Regions from separate parts of the Mus musculus genome. Here region 1 is linked to region 2. The links are chromatin contacts, called in public HiCAR-type maps. All regions are on one chromosome and are shown on one strand. Each heading gives the region's core, a stretch centred on a gene start, on an enhancer-like site or on the middle of the called end of the contact. The rest is flanking DNA. Distances are from core to core; before and after follow the strand shown. Region 1 overlaps Ext1 (exostosin glycosyltransferase 1). Region 2 overlaps Ext1 (exostosin glycosyltransferase 1).

Region 1 (5,893 bases), core at 266-2,765, 140 kb after region 2:
GGCCACATTCTTCCCATTTCCTCTCTGTCACTGCTGACACGGAAGTCCTTAATCCTCTGTCCCTCTGAAGTGACTCTTAGAAAATTAAACCTGGAATTACATTTATATACTTCCCTTCCAAAATTGAAAACTCCCGGAGGGCAGTGGTCTAGTTTTATTAATCTGTAAACCTCCTCAAATACTGAGCCTGGTACCCAGCTGGAGCTAAATGAAGAACAAAGGGACATTTCCCGGTGCAGGAAGTATAATGGAGGAATGAAAAAGAAAAGATCGCTCAGAAAATCCATCAACAGAAGACCCCCAAGAGGTCTTTCTTTGTGGTTTGTTTATACCCCAACATATATTCCACCAGGACTTCCTGAAAATAATTCTGAAGAAACAAAGACCATGAAAAATTAGCTGCCACATTTGGAATAGTGAGTTTCTGTGGGGGAGGGGTAGAACCTACAGGCATGGCCACATAGAGGGACCAGATTTCCTGAGAAGATTAATTCATTTGACTCCAAAAATAGAAGGAAGCAGCAGGCTTGAACCCCGGCACTAGAGTAACATCGCCTGGGGAAATTTCAAATCCCAACCTGACCCCATGCCAAGGACAATATCAGACCAACTGAGTGTACCCCTCTGGGGGTGTGCTCAGACTCATGTGTTTTTAAAGCTGTCCAGTGAGTTCCAATACGCCATGATAAGACCTAATGGAGAAAAAGAACCATCTTAGAACCCTGGCGCCACCCAAGACTCAGAAAACCTTGGACTAAATCCCTACCCCACCCCCCATCCTTTACTTTAACCTCAGCCAGTCCCTTGCTCGCTGCTCTTCCTCAGTTTCCCCTCCTTTGAAATGGAATCACAATAACCGTTCATCTTTTTTTAAGTACTAGATGCATATATACATGCATACATAAGAAGCATCACAAAGATAAATCCAGAGACTTACATGCACATACACACACATCAACTATATATATCAAATGGGCAATGATTGACAACAATTGTTCTGTAAGTTGGGAACTGAAAGGTAATCAATATAGAAAATTCTTAATAATTGGCAGGCTCTTTTCCTGGTTGTATGATTATTTTCCTATTCACAATAATCCATGGATCCTGGATTAATCCGGGAGCCTTTAAGGAGAGAGAGAGAGAGACCCCCAGCTTCTCTATACTGACTTACCTATGACTGTCAGAGGATAGCTTGACCTGCTAATAGGACATTATCTGTTATTTATCTCAAATTCAATTTTACTTGGATGTCTTGAATTTTGCTCTGTGAAGTCTGTCGGGCCTTCACTCACCTGTCATCTAGATTTAGGCTAAAATTGTCAAAGCCTGAGTCTAGTCCACAAGGGCACCACACTCCTTTAAAAGAAAATCGAAGTCAAGTACCTAAGATCTTGACCATTCTATTTCTTGGAAGTCAGTAGACATGCTGCTGCAACTCACAAGCAAGCAACCAGCCAGCATGCAGACCCAGGCAGGGCAAGGCAATGTTCAGAAGAGAACTTGGAACAGGAGGAAACTATTCGAGGCCAAGAGGACAAGAGGAGAAAGCTTTCCTAAAGTGACCTCTCGGCCTCAGTCAGTCGGTGCATAAATCAAATGGGGGGAACACGTGAGTAGAAACTCGTGCCCCCTGGGCAGAAAGTGTTCCAACCATCCCACCAGGCAAAGGCTCAGCTGTAGATTATTTACTCCTGGAATGACGTGATGCCAAACCCGAGAACCGTGTCCCAGGCTCTGAGCATCCTCTGCCTCCAAGGTCTGCAAGATAGATCCTGATTCTCTGGGGTTTTTGTTCGGCTGGGTTGTGTTTTAGCTGTTTCCTTTTTATTGTGCTTTAACTTTTCATTTCCAAAAGAGCTAAATTGATACCAACCTTTCTTGTATTTTTTTCCACACTTAGAAGACAGAAAGAGTTCTCATGGAAAAGACATCTTGAAACCCATTTCACAAGATGTTTATTCAGAATGCCCAGAACCAGATCCCTGGGGAAAAGCTAAATTCTGAATTATACCTAGTCCCCTAAGATTAAAAACACCGTTGAAGATGTTTAGAAGCATTAAGAGCCAATGAGTCAGCTAGTTCTGTAAGAGCTGGATTAAATTGGCCACTAGATTGTTCATTGATTATCACAAACAGCCAAAGCCCTCCTACAAAGGCATGTTTTCCAGTTCACTTGGCTAATCCCTTCTCAACAAGGATCCAAGGAATGAAAATTATTTACCCAATGGCAAGCTGCAGAAATTAATCACACCCAAGCACCATGCTGGCAGCCAAACACAACCTATAAAATAATTCCAGACTATCATCAGAAGCCAATAATGAGAACTGAAACTTAGCTTCCCGCTCTTCCTCCCTCGGGAGACATCCAGGGGCATAAAAGGGTACAAGCAACGCTTTTTGCCATTTAGACGCAACTATCTCAGACCACTAGATCACATGAAAACACTATTTTTAAAGAATAATACGAGATATATTTTTAACAGCAAGAGAGGAAGAGAAAGACAAGAAAGGCCAGAGGACTCAACATTCATTCAGAGAGAGGGAGAGAGAGAGATTGATTCACATGTAGAAGCACTTAGCCCCTGCATGGCCCTCAGTTTCTGAGCTATAAATATACTAGGGACCTAAGTGGAGCTGATACAATCAGATCCCCCCTATAAACAAGAGAAAGTAATTCACTGGACTTTACAAGCAGCAGACTCACACAACAGCCTAGGACTCAAAGCAGACCTTGGCAAAGTTCCCACACTGCAAGGTGGCTAAGAAAACATGGGGAAAGGCAGCAGAAAGGACTAGGAGGAGGTCAGGAGGACAAGAAATGCCCATCATGGCACCCCGCATCTCTGAAGCAGGCTGCTTGAACAGTACTCTTACAAGGCTGCCAGGCAGGAAAGGAAGAGCAAAGGGGGAAAAACATGGTCACTTAAATCAGGAAGAAGGGAGGCGTCCAACTGCAGTTTCTGTAGAGAGACTGAAGAACTGCCAACGCACCTTCATCTTCATGTGGCGAAGCGTTTTCTTGCCTGCCAGTGGCTAGACGTGCAGTCTAGCAAGCACCTCAGCCTAACGAGAAACATTTAACAGGGGAAATAGCCCTGGAGACTGAGGCCAAGGACTCCGAAGACTGGAGGCAAGATTCTTCCTGACTTAGGCTCCCTTCAACCTCTCAAGCAATCTCCCTGCTCCACCAGCTCCCTACTGCCCCAGTCACTGTCACTCACACAAGGTCAAGACTAGTTCTACAGAGACTCATCTCAACAAAAAGCCCACTGACACCGAATGCCACCAATTTGGTGACGGTGAGGGAGCTGTGTGTGTGTGTGTGTGTGTGTGTGTGTTTGTTTGAGAGAGAGAGAGACAGAGAGAGAGAGAGAGAGAGACAGACAGACAGACAGACAGAGACAAAGACCAAGATTCTATCCCATAAGCTATTACTAGTCTTGAGAAAGGCTTGGTTTGGTTGCTTATATTTGTTAGTTTTGTTTTGATTTTGGTTTGTTTGTCTATTTGAACAGATGACCTAAGGACTAGTAACTGTAAAGGCAAGGGACTTTTGTCCCTGAGGTCCTGGTTAGCAGGCTGTGGGCACTCTCGCACTCAATAGGCTTCAATTCGCCCTCATCTAAACCCTTAAATATGGGATAACTTGAGTCAACTTTACCTTTAAGGAAACTGAGGCATGACACCCGACTGTCTAACTTAAAGGGCTGTGTACTTTTCCTGTCACTCGTTGTTCTCAAGATATGCCTCCGTACCCAGGGTCAGCAGACTTCCCTATGAAGAGGCAAGAAGAAACATCATAGACTTTACAGAGCCCTGAGACCCTGATATACTAACTCTGCCATTGGAGCTGTCAGACATGGTATATATGTAACTGGATAGGTGTGACAGAAATCCAATGGACATGAACATTTGACTTTCTTATTAATTTTCATATACTACAGAGTATTGTACTTTTTTTTTAACTATTATAGGAATGTGAATACTATTGTTAGCCCACAGACCATAAAATGTGGCTCCCAAGAACTCAGACTTTCCCTCTCACTACCCATCAATGCTAGTTAGGTGAATCTGGGGGTAAGGAAATTAAAGAGAGGTGATAATGATCTAAGGATTAAATGGGAGAATGAAGGATAAATTTTATGTCATTGAGTGTCCCCTGACTTATACTCAGATGACACACGTAAAAGAAATGGTCGATGTTCGGGGGGGGGGGGGTGGGGGGGGGAAACAGTCTATGCAAGGAATACATGCCAGCAAAACAGAAATAAGGTGCTTCTCTCTCCTTCCTCCCCCTCCCCCCCCCCCTTGTGGTGGCTTTTTCTAGTATACCACACAAGTCAAAACCAGAAGAATGGGGGCTGGAGAGATGGCTCAGCAGTTAAGAGCACTGACTGCTCTTCCTAGAGGACCCGAGTTCAATTCCCAGCAACCACATGGTGGCTCACAACCATCTGTCATGGGATCCGATGCCCTCTTCTGGTGTGTTTGAAGACAGTGACAGTGTAGTCATATAAAATAAATAAATCTTAAAACAAACAAACAAACAAAAAAACAGAAGAACACGGCTATCTATCAGCATATTAGCAATGACAGAATTTATATACACAAAGTGATGATTTAATTAAAGCAAACTCAGTTCATGTTAGTATACAATTTCAAATACTCTTTGTGCACACACATATGTACTCATGTGCGTTATGCAGCTATGTGTGTGATGCAGCTATGTGCGTGTACATGCAGGAATGTGTGCCTGTGTGTATTTGCGTATGTGCATGTGTGTGTATACCAGTGCTTGTGAGCATGCTACAGCACGTAGTCAGAGGACAGCTTTCTGCAGTTAGCTCTCTCCTTTTGTGCTACACACTGAGCTCAGGGGCTCAAGTTCAAGTTATCAGTCTTGGCAGCAAAGGATTTCATCCTCTGAGTCGCTTTCCAGCCCCACAATTTCCCCCTTTTTTTTATATCTTTGATTCATCTTAGAGATTCGGTTACTATTCTGTGAAGAACTGCTACTCCAATGAGAAACAAAAACTGAATAAAGACAGCTTAAAAATAAATAAAGAGGAACATGCAATTGGGCATAGAAATCTCTAAGACTGGTGACACATGTGACAGTATCACAGAGTTTCTATGCGGGTAAACGACAATCTGATTTCCTCATTTCAGAGTGTAGAGCTAACTTACCAAGTAATCGATGCAGTTTCTCCCACAATTCTTCCTAAGCACAGTGTTGCCCAGGAGCTGCGGGTAAAGCCAGTCAGCTAGAAACAATACACTAACAGCATCAGAAAGATCAATCATGCTCTAAATTGCTCCTGAAAATATACTGTCTCTTCTGGCTTCATTCTCCACGAGGCTGCTCTATGACTCGCTATACATCCATGCATAAGATGTAACCAACCGCACTGTGAAGTCAGAAACAGCCTGGCTACTGGCCCTGGGAGAGGGGAACTGTGGTGCTGTGAACTTCTGGGAAAGTACATGTACACACGAGGGGTTTTCTAAGAGCTTTCATGATTTTCTAAGAGCTTCCATGAATTGGACTTACAAAGTGCGAGGCTTTGCCTTTTCAGTGTCACCGGCCTCTGAGGTTATATATAAACCCTAACAGCTGACAGCATTTTCCAACTTTTAATCATGGGCAAGAACATTGTAGGCAACTAGATTTAAAATGATTTCCTAAGCTGGAGGTGGGATTGCTCAGTGGGCAAAGCACTTGCTTTAAAACCTCCAAGATGTGAGTCTGATCCCCAGCACAGCCACATAAAGCTAAACCCGGTGATCTGCCAATCAAACCTAACTAGTCAGCGCCACGCTGATCGGAATCCCTGGTTCAGAGAAGACAAATGATGCTCCCGAGGATGACACCAGAAGATGTCCACTTAAGTAC
Region 2 (6,665 bases), core at 1,924-4,423:
AGGCCCTTCCCCTTGTTTGTGAAGTTAAGTATCTCACTGGCCTGGAGCTCACCAAGTGGGCCCGGCTTGATGGGCAGCCAGCCCCAGACAACCCCCTGTCTCTTCTTTGGCTCTGGTTTTGCAAGAGTGCACGCCACTACAGTAAGTTTTATGTTTTGTGGGTTCTGGGGATCAAACTCAGATGCTTACGCTTGCAAGGCAAGCACTTTACCCAGTGGGCTATCGTCCCAGCCCCCACTTATGATTCTTCCCTTTGAAGAACCTAAGCTTTCAACTGCACTGACTGATTCTTATTTTGAATGAGGTGTTGTTTAGGAGCACATATTCTCATAAGAAACATAAATACCTGGTGACAATTCCGTGTAGATGATGACAATGTTCACTCAGCCAGAGCAGGCCGTGCTCTGATGCAGGGGTGGTAACCTGTGCTCCATGGGCTACCTGCTTTTATAAATCAACTTCCATTGGAATTCAGCAACCTTCCCTTTATTGTTGTTCTATCTGCTTTTGTGCAAACCCCAGCTGAGTGCAATAGCTACATTAGGTACACTAAAGCCTACAGGGTGTAAAATGTTATCTGGCACTTCAAAGAAATAAAGCTTGTGACTCAGGATGCAGTTCATTGCTCCATCTCCCACTCTGGAGCACTGCCTAGTTTATACCGTGGCTCCCTATGTAGTAGGGGAATGAATGAATTCATGAATGACTCTCGGTTTTGAAAGTAGGGCCGGCCAGCACTTACCACCCATTTAAAAGCTATTGCATCACAGCCTCACAGAAAAGGTCATGCGTGTTGACTCTGTCATAGTGACATATAAGTCAGGCTACTTGAGTCTCAGAGTTCCAAATACATGCGGTTTCAGAACTGAAGCCAGTTGTAAGGCAATGATTGGTTATCCATCACAAAGCAACTCATACTGCTATGAAGACTCGACTGGGGAACTGCAAACACATCCAAGCCAGCCAGTCTCTACAAGCCCAGGTCACTGTTTATCTTGAAACAGAAACAGAAAATGTCAATTGGACAGTGTGTCTTCCACCTCCCAAAGGCTGGCAGTGACTTTGTGGTTGAAGATAACTCTGGAAAACTGAATGGAAACAACAACAACAAAAAAAAAAAAACCCCACACCTAGGCCAGGCGTGGTGTCGCATGCACGCCTTTAATCCCAGCACTTGGGAGGCAGAAGCAGGCGGATTTCTGAGTTTGAAGCCAGCCTTGTATACAGAGTGAGTTCCAGGACAGCCAGGGTTATAAGAGAAACCCTGTCTTGAAAAATAAATTAAAATAAATAAATAAATAAATAAATAAATGAAAAATTTTTAAAAACCCACACTCACCTCCCATCCCAAGTGGCATAGCAACATATGCATGTTTTCCTTCCAGAAATCAAAGAACAACTGAGGTGAATATGTTTGCCCAAATCTTATTCTGATGAGAAACTCTACTAAAAGCCATGTAGAGATAAGCCTTGCAAAAAATTTCTACCATGATACAGCATGTTCAGTGTGCCAGCTTAGTAAGAACATGGTAACCAGGGCAATTCAAGCAAGCTAAATTTGTTATTTAGCTTTAGTGGCAAACAGGTAGGTACGTTGATTGGATGCTAGGGAGAACAGGGACCAAGCCTGACATTGAACCTGAGAGGAGCCCAAGAGGTCAATTAATTTCCTCTTCAGACAGGCTACTCGATCAGTTCCTTAGTAGTGGCAGTCAGGAATTTAGGTTCTCTATGTCTAACAGAACTGATATACTACACTTTGCACAGTTTGTTGTCTAAGAACAAAGGAAGGTCCAGGCCCATACAATGCCAAGGATCCAAAAAAAAAAAAAAAGCAGACTTAAAACATAGTACTATAGGATATTGGGACTAGCTAGTTTCATGTCACATTGACCCAGACTGGATCATCTGGAAGGAAGTACTGTCAGTCGAGAAAATACCTCTACCATATTGGCCTCTGTGCAAGCCTGTGGTGCATTTTTCTGGACTGATGATTAATGAAGAAAAGAAGGTCTACCTCACTGGAGGTGGTGCAACCCCCAGGCCCTATACATTGTCCTGGATGGTGTAAGAAAGTGGGGTGAGCAAGCAATGGGAAGTCACAAGGAGAAAGCAGCATCCCTCCATGGCCTCTGCACCAGCTTCTACCTCCAGGTTCCTGCCCTGTTTGAGCTCCTGCCTTGATTTCCCTCATCAATGGAGTGTGAGCTGAAATAAACCTCTTTCTCCCCAAGTTGTTTATGGTCACGGTGTTTGATTACAGCAACAAAAACACTAAGTCAATACTAACTGTTCACAGAAGTAACCTAATCTGGTTAACCTGCCCAGAAGTTTTGTCCTCTGTCACCAATAAGCAAAGGTCTAGAAAAAGTGACATAAGGTTTTCTAAGTCCTGGAACCTTTTAAAATAGGTACAGGTTTGTGGCATTTAAAGGGGAGTAGAGATCAGGACAGGGACATTGACATCGAAGGTTGTATATGATCTGCACTGTATCCAGGCCAATTTCTGCTTTCTATGACCTTTGTGTGGACACTCTTAAGATTACAACCATTTCCAAGTGATTTCTGAAATCACTCTTCAGCAGACAGTGCTCGGCCTTCTCCTAAAGGCACAGCCAGAGCAAACAGCAATAAAAGCCCAAGGAGATGATCACAGCTACAGAACATTCATCAGCCAGGCACACCAGCTAGGATTAAACCCTGGGCCCACACAGGCTCTGTGCTAAAGATAATGTCTATTGATACTCATTTCTGGCTTTGGAGACCCGTCCCAACTATCACAACCAGCAAATGGTCCTTGCCATGGGTAGTTCTTGCCATGTGTACCTGCTAGCGCCAGCCACCTGGGAAGGCTTTAAACAGCTAGGGAGCCATGCAGGCAGCTGGGGTACGCAGGGCCTTTGCAGAGATCTCAGACTAGCTGGATCTCTACTAGCATCTGCGGGTGAGCTGTAGCCTTGCATGTACATTGGAAAATCTGACTCGTATGAAGTTGTCATCTGTAAGACAATTTCAAAGGTTTCACAGCAGAAGCAGAAAGGTGCAAACTGCTTTGCCTTTGCCTCTGAGAGGGTGGAAGCTTCTCACCCTCTCAGCTCACTGATGAGAGAGGCATTTGAAGACTCAGAGAGGGTGAGAGCAAGGTGAGACTTCTTTCTCCATGTATCCTTAGAGTCTCATGGGTGTCTGCTTATGCAAGTAGAGGTTAATAAGTAACTCCAGCTGAAAACTGGACATATCCCTGAAACAACAAATTTCTGCTCTGAAAATTCCTCAACTCTGGTTAGGCATGAAAGGAATAAGGCTAAATATTATTATCCCTCCCTTTCCATCCCCCACCTCATTCTCTGGTATCTGCTGCTCCATACCAGACAGCCTGAAAACCAAAACGAATGTCTCCTGCCTAATCACTGCCAATAAAGAATGGAACTGTAGAGGGTGGGGTTTACAGGGATAATGAATTGCACAGGCCTCTGTGATGATCAATTCTTAGTAAAGAATAGAATTCCATACACAGTAAGCCTGCCGAGTCGCTACCGTCGGCATCTACTTGGGGTGGATATGAGTAAGTAGTGAGCCTTTTGTTGAATGAAGTTATCAGCGGTGAAGACATGAGGTGGGCCTCAGGGTCCATCCACCCCTGATGGAGAGCCACTGAGTACTGGAAACCAGGCAAGCCTGCTTTCTACTTGTGTTTCAGTTGAGTCACGTGTGTGCAACAGGCTTCATGCTTTTCTTAACAGCCTGCTTCAAACAGACCATCCCCGCCCCTCCCCCCACCCCCAAGCAAAAGCACTCACCCGATCGTCAACTGCACCGGAATGAACTTCCTAGAATCCCACTAACACTCCAATATTCCCCCGCTGTGCAGTTTTATTAAACAAGCGCTGAGGAGAGTGGTTTGCTGAGGGAGGAGGTGGGCACTGAACCCAGCTATATGCTGAGTGATTAATAAAAAATAAAATAAAAAGGGAGCTTGCTGCTTCTCACTGGCTCGGTAACAACATGGAATAACAGCATGGCTCAATTTCCCTTGATTAGCACAAGGATTTAGATTTGCTTTTCAAAAAGTGCTAATCAGTTTAGCTTAAATGGATCAAAACGCAACACAAAAGTGGTTTCTCGGTTAATTCAGGTCTGCTGATTTTTCCCCCCCTGAGTGCTACATTAGAGACTTATCTAAAGAAACTTATCTACATATAGTTGTTATTTAGAAAACACCCAGTTAGAGATTGCTGAAGCCCACGGAATAATTAATACGGCAGAGTCCAGCCACCATGGACTCTTTAAAAGAAGGAATAGCTAATAGAATGACTCTCTTCTAATACACTTCAGTAGAGTCAACATTATCCACCCAAGAATGAAGCAAATAAATCAACTCATTTTCAATACATTCCTACAAATGGCCAGGTATACATGCAAAAGCAAATATTTTAAGTAAATATTTAAAGATGGAGCTTGCCTAGAGATCCATGGGTAAATTTTAAAGCAACGTCAAATTGTTATATTAACTCAACGTTTCTTAATGTCTAAAGTCTGAAGTTGTTCTGGCGATATTGACATTAGCAGTGGCAAGGGAGGAGAAAGGAACCCGAAAACAGATTTTTATTTCCCTTGAAATGAAAAGTATCAGGGAAAGAAATAAGATCAAGAATTGTCAGTTTTGAGACACAGTGAAGAGGCCCTCAGCCTCCTCCAAGTCCATGTGCTAGCTTTTCAGGAAAAGGGAACATGTACAGCCTGCTTCTAGGAATGATGGAGGAATGTTTGCCCAAACTGCATCTTAGGCCCCTTAGCATTTCTCTCCTGCTCTGCTTCTGTTTCTTCTGATAGCTATTCCCAAATGAGCGCTATCTGAACTCTTCTTTAGAGGCTCCCTGACAACAACGTATTAATTTTCCCCCTTTGCCTTTTGACATACTTGGGAGGTTTCCCAATTCCTGCTTTCCCAGGAAAGCCAGAACTCCTGCGGTCTTCTGCACCAGACAATGATCCTTTGATCATTAATCAAGGGCTGATAGGAGGTGTAAAGGAAAAGCAGCAAGTGCTTAAAAGTCTGAGTCCAGTGGGTCCATTTTCAAAACCAGTTAAAACAAGCTCAACTGAACGATATTTCCCAGGATCCTTGAGATTTTTGGGCTCACTTGGTGGATCTGATCATATATTTGTTATGACATTGTGATAAACCAGGAGTGAGACAGCACATTTGTTAAATACCTGTCACATGATTTAGAGAACAAAACAAAACAGACACTATATTATATCCAAAGTTCTAGTTTAGAGAGAGCTGGCCTGGCATGAAATTATTTGAGCATTGCAGAAGTTAAACTTCCATGGAGAATACTGTTCACCGGGGCTCTAGTGGTTGGTTGTTTCTCTGCCCCTATGGGGGCTCTAGTAGACGCACTCCACAATTGACCTGGCCCTTAATTCTACTCCACAAATATTGGTGGCTACTAAGACCCACATAAAAGTGAGTGCGGCCATTCTCTCATCAAGGAAAATGTAGCTAGGTCTCAGCATATAGTAAGTACTGAGCCAGTGACACTACACAAGTGTGTCTAATTCCATTTCAAAGTGGCCGGGAACAAAAACAATTAAATTCTAAAGGCAATTTCAACTTGAGAGAGACAAGACACTGAGCCAGTTGCCACCCACTGATGGGCAAAGCCTTGTGGGAAAGCTTGTTCCCTGCCACTTAGGGTAATCTAACCAAGTCATTTAATTATCAATTTTTATCAATTTGTTATCAACTTCAGAAGGTAGCCATCCTCAATGCCAAGTGATGGTGCAGAATGGACAAAAATATTCAAAAGCTTCAATCTTCCTGGCAGAAAAAACTATCTATGTAATACAAGATAGAGGTTAACAGCTTTTAACCAGAACAAGAAAGAAAAGAAAAGCTTAGAACCTTGTATCAGGTGGCCAGAGTTTGAACATCAACTTTGGACTCAGTGTCTTTGTGACGTTGGACTCAGTGTCTTTGTGACGCTGGACAGTTAGCTAGTCTGTCCATGCCTCAAGCTTGCACCCATAAAGTAAGAACACAAGGCACAGGAAAAGGAGGCATTGGAAATGCAGCCTTGCATCCTAACTTTACCAAGAACCCTTTCTTCTCATGTAAAGGCATCACCTTTGTCTTTCTTTATAACATGTAACAATACCACTGGTTTTATGCCTGAGGGCACATAGCACCTCATTGCTGTAGTTATCGGTTTTCTAAAATATCCGCTGTTAATTCTGTAGGTAGGCCTATCTGTTCATTCAGAATATTTATATAACTATGATGTCTCTTTATCCTGCCTCCACAAAGAAAGAGCATACTGTATTCAATCTACCAAAAAAATAGCTTAGGACTTAATAGGAAGCGTCACGTAGTTCTAGGAACACCTCCAATCACCTTTCTGTCTTCCCATTCAATAATCTCCTACTTTGCTTAGCTGATGTTTCCTTCTGATCAAATACCCACAAGACAGATTATTATAACAGCATAAGGTGACTCTATTTAATGACAGTGGCATTATTCTGAATAGTTGTTTATAAGAACACATTAAAAGCAAAAAGCTAACAAATCTATAGTATCATGCATGGCAAGCAATTAGAGTTTGCATAGATACTCTTAAAGTCATTTTCACTGTATGCTGTTCTCAGCTCTTAGCTTATAA

What was found. HiCAR-type assays count read pairs that join an accessible place to other places.
Region 1: a HiCAR-type map of kidney shows a contact between it and region 2, with 2.6 times the contacts expected there. The contact joins two enhancer-like sites. A contact is called at or near these places in 2 of 484 Hi-C or Micro-C datasets (the N1E-115 cell line and macrophages) and 3 of 115 datasets of contacts at active chromatin or transcription factors (fibro-adipogenic progenitors, kidney and thymic regulatory T cells).

What each region holds. Positions count from the first base shown.
Region 1 is chr15:53,283,911-53,289,803 of GRCm38.p6, forward strand. The region is part of intron 1 of Ext1 (exostosin glycosyltransferase 1); the gene reads right to left. Among named protein-coding and RNA genes, the nearest start is that of Ext1, 59 kb to the right of the region's middle. Within about 2 kb of position 1,516, at least 20 of the 459 cell types and tissues checked have an H3K27ac peak or open chromatin away from gene starts, as enhancers often do. A contact at or near this core is called in kidney, where this site is marked.
Region 2 is chr15:53,142,313-53,148,977 of GRCm38.p6, forward strand. The region is part of intron 1 of Ext1 (exostosin glycosyltransferase 1); the gene reads right to left. Among named protein-coding and RNA genes, the nearest start is that of Ext1, 200 kb to the right of the region's middle. Within about 2 kb of position 3,174, at least 34 of the 459 cell types and tissues checked have an H3K27ac peak or open chromatin away from gene starts, as enhancers often do. A contact at or near this core is called in kidney, where this site is marked.